Regions from separate parts of the Sus scrofa genome. Here region 2 is linked to region 1. The links are chromatin contacts, called in public HiChIP or PLAC-seq maps. All regions are on one chromosome and are shown on one strand. The core of a region is the stretch at or near the end of the contact, and the rest is flanking DNA. Distances in the headings are between cores, read along the strand shown. Region 1 holds the start of ARHGEF40 (rho guanine nucleotide exchange factor 40). Region 2 holds the start of KLHL33 (kelch-like protein 33).

Region 1 (6,220 bases), core at 2,253-4,752:
TACCTTGAGGCATGGAGCTCAGCAGAGCCCTAGTCTCTGCTACTTTCCAAGGCGACAATTAGTGAGCTGTCTAAAGCTTCAACCCTATATGGAATGGCTATTACATCTCTTGGTGCACATAAGCCAGGTAATAAACATTACAGACACAAATGTTTCTTTCACCATCTCTCATGTTGATATTACACTACTTCTCCATGAGAACCATATTGGAAGTTTCCTGGGGATTATTTTAACTGTTACTTATTCTAGAACAAATCTAGGGGAAAATGGTTTCAATTTCTGACCTATAGTGACATATTTATCACTTTTAAAAACTCTTAGCACTGGCTACTATGAAAATAAAGTTAACACTTTTTAACATGATGGGTAGGTGGTGGAAAAGGTGATGTAGTGTTCAAAGCGCTTCTTTAATGGACGCTTGACAGCTTAAATGAAACCCTATAACATGGTTGTTGAGAATGAAGGCTCTGGTGTCAGACAGCTTGGGTTTAAATCCTGGCTTCTCCACTCACTGTGTAGTTTACAGCAAGTTTTTAAATTTCTGTTTTTTTCCGCCTTTTTTTTTCTTTTTCTTTTTTTTTTAGGGCTGCACTCGCAGCATATGGAACTTCCCAAGCTAGTTGTCCAATCAGAGCTGCAGCTGCTGGCCTACACTACAGCCACAGCAACACTGTGGGATCCTAGCCACATCTGTAGACTACACCACAGCCTATGGTAACGTCTGATCCTTAACCCACTGAGCAAGGCCAGGGATGAAACCCTCATCCTCATGAATACTAGTTGGTTCATTGCCACTGAGTCATGACAGGAAACTCCATGATTTTAAATTTTGATAAGCCAGAATTTCGGAGTCGTGGCTCAGTGGTTAACGAATCTGGCTAGCATCCATGAGGATGCAGGTTCCATCCCTGGCTTTCCTTGCTCAGTGGGTTAAGGATCCAGCATTGCTGTGAGCTGTGGTGTAGGTCACAGACACGGCTCAGATCTGATGTTGCTGTGGCTGTGGTGTAGGCCAACGGCTACAGCTCCTATTCAACCTCTAGCCTGAAAAAAGAGTCAGAATTTCATCTGTCAAATGGGAGTTTAATAAACTCCAAAGAATCTGAAGTTGGTGAAATATAGTGAGAACTGTTTGTGAATGCACAAGAGAACTTCTAAGCCTGCTCTATTCCCAGCCTCTAATCTCTCCATTATAATCTGTCCACTTCATATCTCCCCCAAATGAACACATCAACACACACTCCCTTGTAGAGACACACACACCAACCACACACACACACACATCCACTCTTAGGTAAGGGCTTGCATTCTTGGAGAAACTAGCATTTAACCACTATAAGCTACCTTACTTAACAAAATAAACCTTTCTAAATTAGCACAGATTAAAACTCCCAGAAAGGAATAACTGGATCCCAGATCCCAAATCCAAAATCCCTCACCCCATAAGCTCAAAAACTTTCAATGACTCCCTTTTTCCCAATGGGGGGAAAAAAAGCTCCACTCCTTTTTCCCCCCAGGAGTTACTCCTATAGCCAGCTTAATTTATATGCCACTTCCCAGTTGTGGGTACCTTTGATTCTACCACCTGTTCCCCAATTTGCTTGAGTATAAAGAATGTAAGACTTGGTGAGGTAAGGTTCAGATTTTCAGTCAACACGGGTAGTGGATGAGCTGTGTTTCAAACAAGTGAATAAAGTTGACAATATATCCTCAAGAAAGTTTCCTAAATTCTGGCCTCAGTAACCAGCCTCTGGGCAGCATTTACAGAGCCGACACCAGGGGGTAGCAAAATCTCGCTCTCACGGTTCTCAGCACTAATTATAGGGAAGCTGGAGAGTCTGGAGGACTAGAGGGCCCATAAACCATTGATGGAAAAGAGCTCCAGCTCCCTGCCTCTAACTCTGCTGGGAAGATGGTCACTGAGGTTTGCTGCCCTAGATTATTTTTTGACGCTGTGGAGCAGAGGAATCTTCTTGCTTTCAAGAAGAATGAACACTTTCTCTCTCTTCTTTTCCAGACCCCGTGGAGTGGAGAAAGGGTGGAGGTTAGCATCCTGAGGAGGTGAGAGAAGAAGCCCAACACCTAGGCGACCCCCGCCCCTTTCCCCCAATTCCACTCCCCCCACCCCACCCCACCCCTGCCTCTCCAAAGACTGCCCTGAGGCTCTGGCCTCCTGGCTTCGTAGGAACTACTGTATCCACTGCACGACGTTTTCCAAACGTCACCCTCCAGCCCCGCAGCGGCACTTGCCTTCAAGTCCACTGCGGAGTCTATTCGGCTTTCCGATCTTCTCAAATGTCCACCCTTTGGAAGCGCCCCTCCCCATGTTCCCCACCCTTGCAGGGCTTCCCGTTGCCAGCTCAGAGGAGAGGCAAGGCATCTCCCTCCTATGCCTAAGGCTCCCCTAGGCCTCCTGGGGGACCCTCGCCAGGGCTTCGTTTCCCATCCAGACGCAGCGGAGGATGGTTGAAGCTAGAACTTTCTTAACTAGCCTGCTCCTTTGTCTACTGCGTCAGATAGCCATCCCCATCGCCCGGAGCCCTAGCGGCCTTGGGAAACTCTCTAACGCCACCCCACAAGAAGGAAGGGTCTGGCATCCAGTATTGGATCACGGGGCTGAATGAGGATCCGGTGGCTTCCCTCTGCTAACTAAGGGAGAGATCGGGGATGCGGAGGGCAAGGGGCAGCGAGGAAAGAACTCAGAAAACGTCCCCCGGAGTGCACGCCTTAAGTGGAGGATCCTGATCCTGGGACCCTGCGCGCATTCAGCCTGGACGTCCACTCCCCTCCTCAAGCCTTCACCCCAAGCCTTCACCGCTCCCAAATTCCCCCACGCCCCCGCCCTCCCCAGGCAGCACAGAGGAGCCCATTGTCGGAGCCCGAAGGCTCGAGGCTGGAGGAGATGGGAGGGGAAGGAGGAGGGCGGACAAGTCCCTGGAGAGTGGGAGGAATCCCCCGATTTTCCTGTCCTCTGTTCCACCGGAGGCGGGCAGGGGCCTGGGGGATGGGAGAGGGGGGTCTCTTCTGAACTCCAGGAGCTGCCGAAGTCTGGCAACGGAGGGGAGAGGAGATTCCCGGGCGAGTTAGAATCTAGAGGCTTCCGGCCACCAAAAGGCTCCAGGCCTAGGCTGGGGACCCCAGGGAATTCACGCACGCTCCAGCCTTTGGACTGTCCCTTGGGGAGACTAAACTGATCCCTTAGGGAGCGCGGCGGTGGCGGGAAGAGGGGCATCCTCGGCGGGACGGGCCTCCGAGGGTCAGGGTCCGGGCTACGGACTGGAGGGCGGGGCGGAGAAGGAAGAGAGTTGCGGGAGAGCGGTGCAGATCCGCTGGGGGCGTCGGGGGAGAGGCCAGAAGCTCCGCGCGGGAGTGGCAGTCCCGACAGGGGGTCCAGCGCGGAGGCAGAGGCGGGCACTGAAGGGCGGGGCGGGGAGGGGCGGCCGTCTCGACCCTCCCTGGCGGGGCCCCGCGGCCTGGGAGCGCGAGCGGGCCGAGCCGCCACCGCGGCCGGAGCTGTCCCCTAGCCAGACCCGGCGAGACGCGAGCGGCGGGAGGGAGGCGGCGGCGCGCCCGGCCCCGCCCGCCCGCCCCAGCGTCGGACGCGGCCCGGAGCCGAGCCATGGTGAGTCCCCCGTCGCAACCCTGTGTCCCCTCCGCCTTCGCGCAGCCCGCTCGGGATCACCAGTCCCCTGCTTGGTGCCTCTTGCTCCTTCTTGGAACTCTTGAGCGCCCTGGGACTCTCCTCCCTCCCATCCCCCCTTCTTTTCTTTGATCTGTCTGTCTGCCCCACAGTCTGGCTCTGTCCCCACTGGGTATTGCCCTCACTCCTTTCTTCCTCCTTTTCTCCGCCCCTCCCCCAACCTTCCATAGGTCTCTCCCCCTAAATCCACACACCTCCTCTCGCCCTCTTCGGTCCTGACCTGTGCCTTCCTTTGCAGGATCTTCCCTCCCCCTCCCGGTCCCAGCTCCTTACCCGCGGGGGACCCGTGCGGGTTCGTGCTGCAGCGGCCCTAGAAGGGGCCCGGCCTCGGGTCATGAGAACTGACCTGCTTGGAACCACCATTTTCCATCCCAGTCCCCAGGCCCGGTGAGCCGGGCCCACCCATCCGGCCCTGGGGGACCGCCACAGCTGTGGCTGGGCTGGGGCCAGGGACCTGGCCAAAAAGGGAAATTCCCGCGGAGAAAGCGAGGCTGCCTCAGAACAGTGGACAGAATGGGGAGGGGGGCTCACAGTGCCAGGGGGCGTGACGCTGCCAGATCAGACAAGAGATGCGGTGGGGGCGAGGAGTTGCCCCTGAGCTCACGCTGCAGGGAACCGAAGCGCTGTCTCCAGGAGTCGCAGCTGCAGAGGGAAGGGAGAACTGACGGGAGCTCCCTGCAGCCAGCTGGGGACCCAGGCAACAGCAACTCAGGGCACAGGAATCAGGAGAGCCCTGTTAAGGGAAGCCCATACCAACCGGAGTGGACACTATCCTGTGAACTTTCACTCCAAAAGTACTCTCTGAAGAGTCACTGCAGGTGTGGGCACTGCCAGGGAGAGCGCCCACTGCGGGAGGGATTGGGGGGGGCGCGGCCAAAGGGGCGCTCACAGCAGGGAGTGGAGCGGGAGAGGCCCTGCCAGGGGGCGCTCATCGGAGGGAGTGGAGGAGGGGGAGGAGCACCACCCCGGCTGCTTCTTTACAGAAGGAAGGGCACCCCCTGGCCGAGAGGCTGGAATGAGAAGAAAGAGGAACCGAGCCAGGGAGAGCTGACTCAGTCTCTCTGGTCTCCTCTTTGGTCCCGGCCGGCTGAAGGCCCGGTCTCTGAGCTCCTGCCCGCCGCCTCCCACCCCGACCCCTCCTCCCCTCCTGCCGCTGCCGTTTCCTGTGGCTGAGACTCTCGCTCAGCCATGAGCTCACCGCCCCTAATGGGTTGCAGCTGCCTCGCTGCTCCAGCTCTAGCTCCCCCTTCCAGGCCTCCAAGCGGACGGCCCACTCTGCCTCACCCCCCGCCCATCTCCACCCTCCCCCCACCCACGCTCCCAGCGCTGGCCGGGTCCCCGGAACACTGGGGGGTCTGTCTGCTCGCCCACACACCTTGGGGCCGGGTCTCTGTGCTGACGCACTGACTGTCGGTCTCTGGACTGGCCGCCTCGCTTCTCAGTCGGTCTGCACAGGCGGGCAACACTCTGGGCTGGAGGGACTCAAAGGAAAACGTGCAGTTTTGTCCTGAAGGCAAAGGCGGCGGACGGCGGGGTGGGGGTGGGGAGCAAAGGGGAGTAGAGAACTAGATAAACACTTCACTGGGCAGTTAGAGCAAAGAAATCTGATAAAAGGAATTTCAAAGCCACCTTGTAAGAGAAATAAGTTTGCAAAGGAATAGCCTGAGGGGTGGTTGTTTAGGGTGTGAAATGGAGAAAGATATCCAGTTGTTTCACTTAGGGAAGTGAGTCTGGAGGAAGCAAGGCTGACTTTTGAGAGGGTGGCTCCCAGTGCAGGTTGGCAGAGAGGCCCTACAGAAATCAGAAAATGTTTCAGTTCTAATACTTACCAGCAAGCCCTTCTCCTCACTTTCCTACAAGTTCCTTTTGTGACTTTCTCCTCTTTCAACTGTCCCCACCCACCCAGGTCTTTGTAACCCAATCCCACATGCTCTGGGAATGGGTGATTGCTTTAGAGCTGGTCTGGAGAGGGAGGGCGGGTGCTAGAAAGACTCGAAGCAGATAGCCCTTCAGTCCACCTTCTTCCCACCCAATGACCATCTCTAGCATGTGATTGTTCATGGGTGATGACATCTTCCCTTAAAATGGGGGTTCCTGGATAGTAGGCCCTGTGAGCAGGGACTTACTTGTAGGATGGCTATAAAAAAGGGCTCCACCCTCCCGAGCTGAGACATCAGTGACTGTCCTGATGGCGAGGGGCCTATTTCTTCCTGAGGAGGGCCTAGGCAGTCGCTCCAATTTACAAGAAACAGGTTCGGCCCAGATCAGACACATTCACGAAAAAGTCTCCTCAGATCTCCAAAGCCAAGGTCTCCGAGCTGACTGGCTCAGCCCCAGTCTCATCAGCCAGCATTTCCTGCCTGCTGTCTCTCTGCACATACTTTCTATGCAATGGGGCCGCAGGAGGACTCAGCCAGCCTCCAAGGAGCCATGCATGCTTGGGTGATCTCTAGGGATCTGCAGCCTCCTCTTGTCTCTCTTAGGAGCCTGAGCCAGTGGAGGACTGTGTGCAGAGTACTC
Region 2 (5,921 bases), core at 956-3,455, 400 kb before region 1:
GATGCTTTTCCTTTCCTTCTAGGAGCCCCAGAAGCACTTTGGTCCCAGTCATTCCTCTAATGAGTGGTAGATATATGACTTTGGAAATGTCTTAAAGTCTGATTTCCTTATCAATAAAGAGCTGAACTAGATAATATTGAAACTAAGCCCTTTAATTTTAAACTTGTACGTGTCTGCACTCTGACTCCATTTGCCCCGTCCTGTGTGTCTTTGGCTTGGCTGCCTAGGAGGCAATGCATGGCCTAGTGAAAGCAGACTGGGCTAGTGGATGTGGATTTGTATCCTGGTTCTCACCAGTTAATATTTCTGAGTTTAATATTCTTTAACTGCACCTAGGCATAATGGTATCTAACTCACTAGTTTTCAGTGAGATTAAGTGAGATGGCACGTGTAAAAATTCTTGGAACCCAGTACCTCACTAAATGTTAGTAGAATCTGAATAACACTCAACTTTTTCAAACCTCCTTAGCTTTCCTGGTGATGAGCAGAGTTAACTTCAAAGTCCCATGACCCGGTAGCCTTAAGATTATGGCAAAACAGTACCAGATCTTGCTCATTAGCTGTAGGGTCCACGTCTGCTATGGTGTCAGGCACACTTAGAGAAAAGGACACACTATGAATTTTTCTACTGTGTTCCTCTGGCTTTTCCTGTCTCTTAAACAGAAGATACCAAGAAGGACCTTTGGTTACTCCCTATTTAATCACCTCCTGCTTGTTCTACTGCCATGGACTATAACTTTCCCTCCCGCCAGCTGGAGAAAATTTCCAGCTGGCTGGAAATCCCTTGTTACTGGGCCCAGGAAAAGCCACAGTATAAATCTGTCAGTGCTCAGAGGAAAACAACTCAACTGCGCATGCTCCATTTTCAATGGCTCAGGAGAGACACCAAAAGCCACCCCAGAGAAATTCTGTCTGCAGCGGGGATCAAAACTCCTATGGTAGGGATGGAACCACCTGCTGCTTGCACACACAATTCCAGGTAGCATATGCACCTGCATTAATATAACGCCCCACAGGCCCTCACCCCGCAGCCGGCAACCGCCTGCCTCCAGCTCCAGGTCACACCCGATGCCCTCTCGGTACAGGAGCTCAATGCTGCGCAGGTTCTCTCTCAGCTCCTCGGCCTGGCTGGGCTGCTTTTCATCTTCCCCGGCGCTTCCAGCCCCTTGGCGTCCCCTCTGGGCCACGGCCTTCACCCGGGGCGCTCCCAGGGTTTCAGCAGCTACCAACACATCCTCCTGCGGGGCGGGGCCCAGCACCCCCTCATAGGCAAAGGTCAGCACGGCCTCCCAGGCCCTGGGGGTTACGTCCAGGCTGAAGGGGGGTTGCGGACCTCCACTGCCCAGCAGCCTGCCTCTGAAGAGGCTGCTAACAGCAGCCAAGATCACCCGATGCACCCCATATATTCGCCCCCCAACTGACACCTCTTCATCCAGCAGCAGCCTCTGCTCCCGCAACCGCTGCGCTTCCGCGAAAAACTGGCTGGGATGCTCCTCACTGCACAGCCCCTCGGGCTCCGCCGCGTCTTCTCCGTCCTCATCCTCTTCTTCTTCCTCTAGGGACAAGGCTGGAGAGGGAAGGCTCCCTGGGGCCATAAGTCTGGGGCCAGGCTCTTCCAGAGGAAAGGGGGGCAAACTGGGATCCTCATCTGGGGACGGAGGCCAGGAGGGGGTTCTCCGGGCAGGCGAAGGGAAGCCAAGACCATCCTTCTGGACAGGAAGAGAGACATGCTCTGGGTCTGAAGGACGATGTGCTGAGTCCGAGACACTCATGGCGCAGGTTCGCTGGATTGCTGCAGTTGAACAAAGAGAAGAGAGGGTTAGAGCTGGACCCAGAGAGGCCAGAGGAAGCTTTGCCTCCTGTCCCCCAACATGTCAGTCCCTCTCCCTATTTCAACACGCCCCCGCCCATCCCAAGGCCTGAACATCTAGGATACACAGCGCAACTAATGAGGTTCACAAGGTGCAGTGAAGCACGGCAAGAAGCATGTGTAAAGATCCAGTACCCAGAACTGTACACCCCCCAACCCGGTCTTGCCCCCATCCCATTGTCACCCCCCTAAGACACCAGCGTTTGCTTGTCCTCTCTCTTGAGCCTGCTCTACTTTGGACAGCATGGCAGAGGGAACTCACCCTGCTTCCCTGTCAGTGGCCCCACCAGGCTAATTATAGCTGGTGCTGGAGGACTAGGGGTTGGGCTCCTGGTGCCCAAACTCAGACACCCAATCCCCTGGGCCTGTCCTAAGATGACCTCCTTTCCCCCTTCCACTTGTAGGCCAAGCCTGGTGCTGAGCTAGGCAAATTCAGGAGCCAGGAAGGATGCGGGGGATCAGGTAGTGAGCAAGGCTAAAAAGGCTACATTCACTGGACTGGGATGGAGGGGTGGGTGAAGCACGTCTGGACTGTGCAGACCCATGGGAAGGTGGGAAGAAAGAGTGGGGCATATGTTTTGAGTCAGTCCTGGTCTTTGAGTGCTGATTTTTCTAGATAAAGCTGGGACCTTGGAGCAAACAATACTGGTGTGAAACTCAAACATAATCCATCTGGTTCAATGAGGGCAAAGGGGTGGGAGAGGTAAAGGGGTGGGGATTAGGGCTGTGGACCATAGGAGACCCACTCCCGGCCAGGGGTTTCATCCCTGCTCCGTGTGGAGTCTGTGGTGAGAGAGAGACACTCAACACCGGGACTTAAGAAGTATCTGGAGGGGTCTAATCCTGCTAGTGGCTGGGATGAGGGTGAGACAGTGCAATATGGGATTGATCTCTGCTGCTATGGGGACAAGTGTCCTGGACTGGATGGCCTGGGTGTGTACAAGCATTCTCACTATTTCAAAAAGAACACCAACAGCCACTCTCTCTGCCCAGGACAACACCCTTGCTCATCCTGAGATCCCCTAAATCTGCACAGTCATTCTTCACTGCAGTTCCAGGTACCCTCAAGGGAAAAGAAATTAAAGAAGGGGCAGCGATTTTCCTTCCCTCCCTTCTCCCAGGAAGGTAGAGCAGACCAAGGGCTGTTGAGTGTGAGTTTCCTGGCCTATAAAAAAACCTGATCTGGGCTAAATAGATTGCCCAACAAGCTGACAACCGGGAGCCAAGCTGGATTGTTCCTTAGGACTCCTGTGAGATGAGTGGTGTTAGTATGGGGGAGGTTCGGGAAGGTGGATTGCTCTGCACAGCACCTCCTTAGGCTTTCAGGGATGCTCCTGTTCTCCACTTGCCGCCTGGGTACCCTCACCAACCAGGGTAGTGTTCCCTGGGCAAGCCCAGGCTGCTCTCCCCTAAATGGGTTGACGGAGAGAGGCACCCCATGATTGAAATGGGTGATATTGACCAGCCTCTGCACCCTCTCCCCCAGTTCAGACATTTTGCATCCTCTTATTGCCTCCCCTTGGCGAGACAAGGTAGCCAACACCTTGGGCCCCACCAGGAAGAAGAAGAACTGCTATTCTTCAGAGACAAACCTCAGGTTGGCCCCATCTACAAAGACAAGGACACTAGACCCCGCTCTGAATTCTCAGCCAACCCCATGGTCCTGAGATGGCTCCACCATAGCCACATGTCTGCTCTGCTTTGCCACAGTGAAACCCAAACCCTACAGTGAACCCCAAAAGTTGGATGAAACCCTCTCTTTTGAGCTATCATTCACCCTCCCTTAAAATCCTTGGGACTGACCTTTCCCCATAGCACCTCCAGGCCTATTAGCTCTTCTTTTTGTTGCTGACATGCTGGCTGGGGAGAGGTCTTAGCATCCCAGCCACATCTGTGCCATCTCAACCAGGGGACAGTGTGGCTTCCACTTCTACTGAGGAGCCCTGAGCAGAGCCATAGTCTCAAGAAGAGGATCCTGAGAATCCAGGGACCAGTCCTGGTAAAGCCCCCCAGCATGCTTTAGCTGGGTCATGGGATTCATGGTAATGGATTAGCACTCAGGGTTCCCAAAAGTCGGGGATCAAGTCAGGGAAAGAGATCTTTGCTCTAAGGAGAATCTCAAGAGTACCTGTGAGGGTGAGAGGAGAGAACTAAGGGTGACCTTGGTTCCTCCCCCTCTACCCTGCTTCCCCTGATCCACTGCATGCTGGACATCTAGGGCATCATGCTCCACCTATAGCTACATTAGGTCACTGCTCAGGTGGGCACATGTATGAGCTCAGGGCTCTGCTGGACAATAGAAAGGGATGTGGGACATGGTCTGAGTGAATGAAAGGAGCCTCATTTCCATCCCAGTCCAGGGCTCACATGGCTCATTATCCTGTTCTCAGCTTCATCACTACTGTCTCCAGCCTGTCTATCTCAGCAGTCTCCATCAATGGCAAAGTCAAGGCTGGTGAGTCTGTTGTGACTCCATGATCTCTCAGGGGCCCCAGACTTGTCATGAGTTGCTGAGACCACAGACTGACTCTTCCTTCTTCTCTTCTAAGGTGGCATCTACTTCCTTACCTTGCACAACCTGGATACAGAGCTTGGCAGTTCCATTGGAATCATCTTTCCTTTCACCAATGCAGTAGCCATGGCTGTGAACAGAGACTCTTCTTGCAGACCCTTGTGGAGCTGTTCCAAGTAATGCCCATCTCTTCCCTTGGTATGTCCTTTTCTCAAGTCGGCTGCCCACCCCCCAACCCTGCAAGCTTGCACTTTTGTGGCTCCAAGCTGGGAAAGTCATTTTAAGAGTCAGATGGAGGCATCAAATCAGCCAATAAAGTCTCTGATCCATGACCTGTGTTCTGTCCTTCCAGGAGCATGGGATGTAGTGAGAGGTGGACAGATCATGAAGGTGTGTGTGTGTGTGTGTGTGTGTGTGTGTGTGAGAGAGAGAGAGAGAGAGAGAGAGAGAGAGAGAGAGAGAGAGAGAGAGAGAGAGAGAGAGAGAGCGCGAGCAGATTTCCAGGGACCAGGGTGTGTGTGTGTGTGTGATAGAGCAGATTTCCAGGGACCCAGACCTGAAACTAGCTAGCTTTGCCGGGAGAAACTCCACATGCCAGTTCTTGAGCGGGAAAGTAAGGAAGACTCCTAAGGATCAGTTGGGATGAGCACTAGATGCGACTACTGGATGAGAAATGCCTTGTTTATTGCCCTCAGATATTTACAGAGATTCACCCCTCTGGCATGGGAAGGGACACTTTGCAGTTTGAGGCAAGAAGGAAAAGGACGCCCATTTAGCAACATCCTTTAATGGAAAGAGATTGGTGGGAAAGGGAACTATAGGCTTAGAGAGGAGAGTAAGGATGAGACAAGGAGAGTGGAGTTACTCCTTCCCTTTCACTCATCTCCCTCCCTCCCTCTCCATCTCTCCCTCCCTCTGTCTCAGGGGAGGAGTCAGCCATGGCATTCCGGGCCCAAATTACCTTCTTCTTCCCAATCCTCCCCTTTTGTCAACTACCTGCTGGGGACCCTCCTCCTCCTCACAAACCCTAACCAACAAGCCACTGGCTTCTTTGAGTATCAAGGTGAGACAGTGGGAAGCTGACGGAGAAATGTATTCTCCTAAGACCCCTTGATTTCTGATAGTCTGTCATTTACAAGTTGACTATCAGACCATTCTGAGTCCTAAAGTCCCTGGGCCAAAAATTCCCCTATGCTTCTCAACCTAACCTAAGCCACTGACACTAAACAGGGTAGAAGGGTAATACTATAGGCTGAATGAAGGAAGCCAGGAAGTGCTCCTCAAAACCTCATCTTTTCCCTCTGTTCTTTTATGTAGGAAGCATCTTCTTGGAAAAATTGGTCTCACAATGGTGTGGTCCAGAGGGCAGTTTCCCTGGTATGTTTTCTATCTTCCCTCAGCCATTGCGGTACTCACCAGATCTGTTATCTCTGGGGATTTCAAGGTGAGAAGGATGTCCAGGAACACAGTACACTATTACCCCTCTTTTCTTTTGACTAATGGTTCAACTTTTGTTAGCAGGACCCTGCTACTGCTATC

The links. HiChIP or PLAC-seq counts read pairs in DNA pulled down with a chosen protein or histone mark.
Region 2: an H3K27ac HiChIP or PLAC-seq map of skeletal muscle shows a contact between it and region 1. The contact joins the promoter of KLHL33 here to the promoter of ARHGEF40 in region 1. A contact is called at or near these places in 1 of 5 promoter capture datasets (liver) and 1 of 2 datasets of contacts at active chromatin or transcription factors (skeletal muscle).

What each region holds. Positions count from the first base shown.
Region 1 is chr7:78,064,828-78,071,047 of Sscrofa11.1, reverse strand. ARHGEF40 (rho guanine nucleotide exchange factor 40) reads left to right here and starts at 3,502. Exons shown (of 26, transcript XM_021099307.1): 1 at 3,502-3,622; 2 at 6,184-6,220. The coding sequence starts at 3,620.
Region 2 is chr7:78,466,534-78,472,454 of Sscrofa11.1, reverse strand. It overlaps KLHL33 (kelch-like protein 33), which reads right to left and starts at 2,205. Exons shown (of 6, transcript XM_003356720.4): 1 at 2,133-2,205; 2 at 1,025-1,792. The coding sequence starts at 1,772.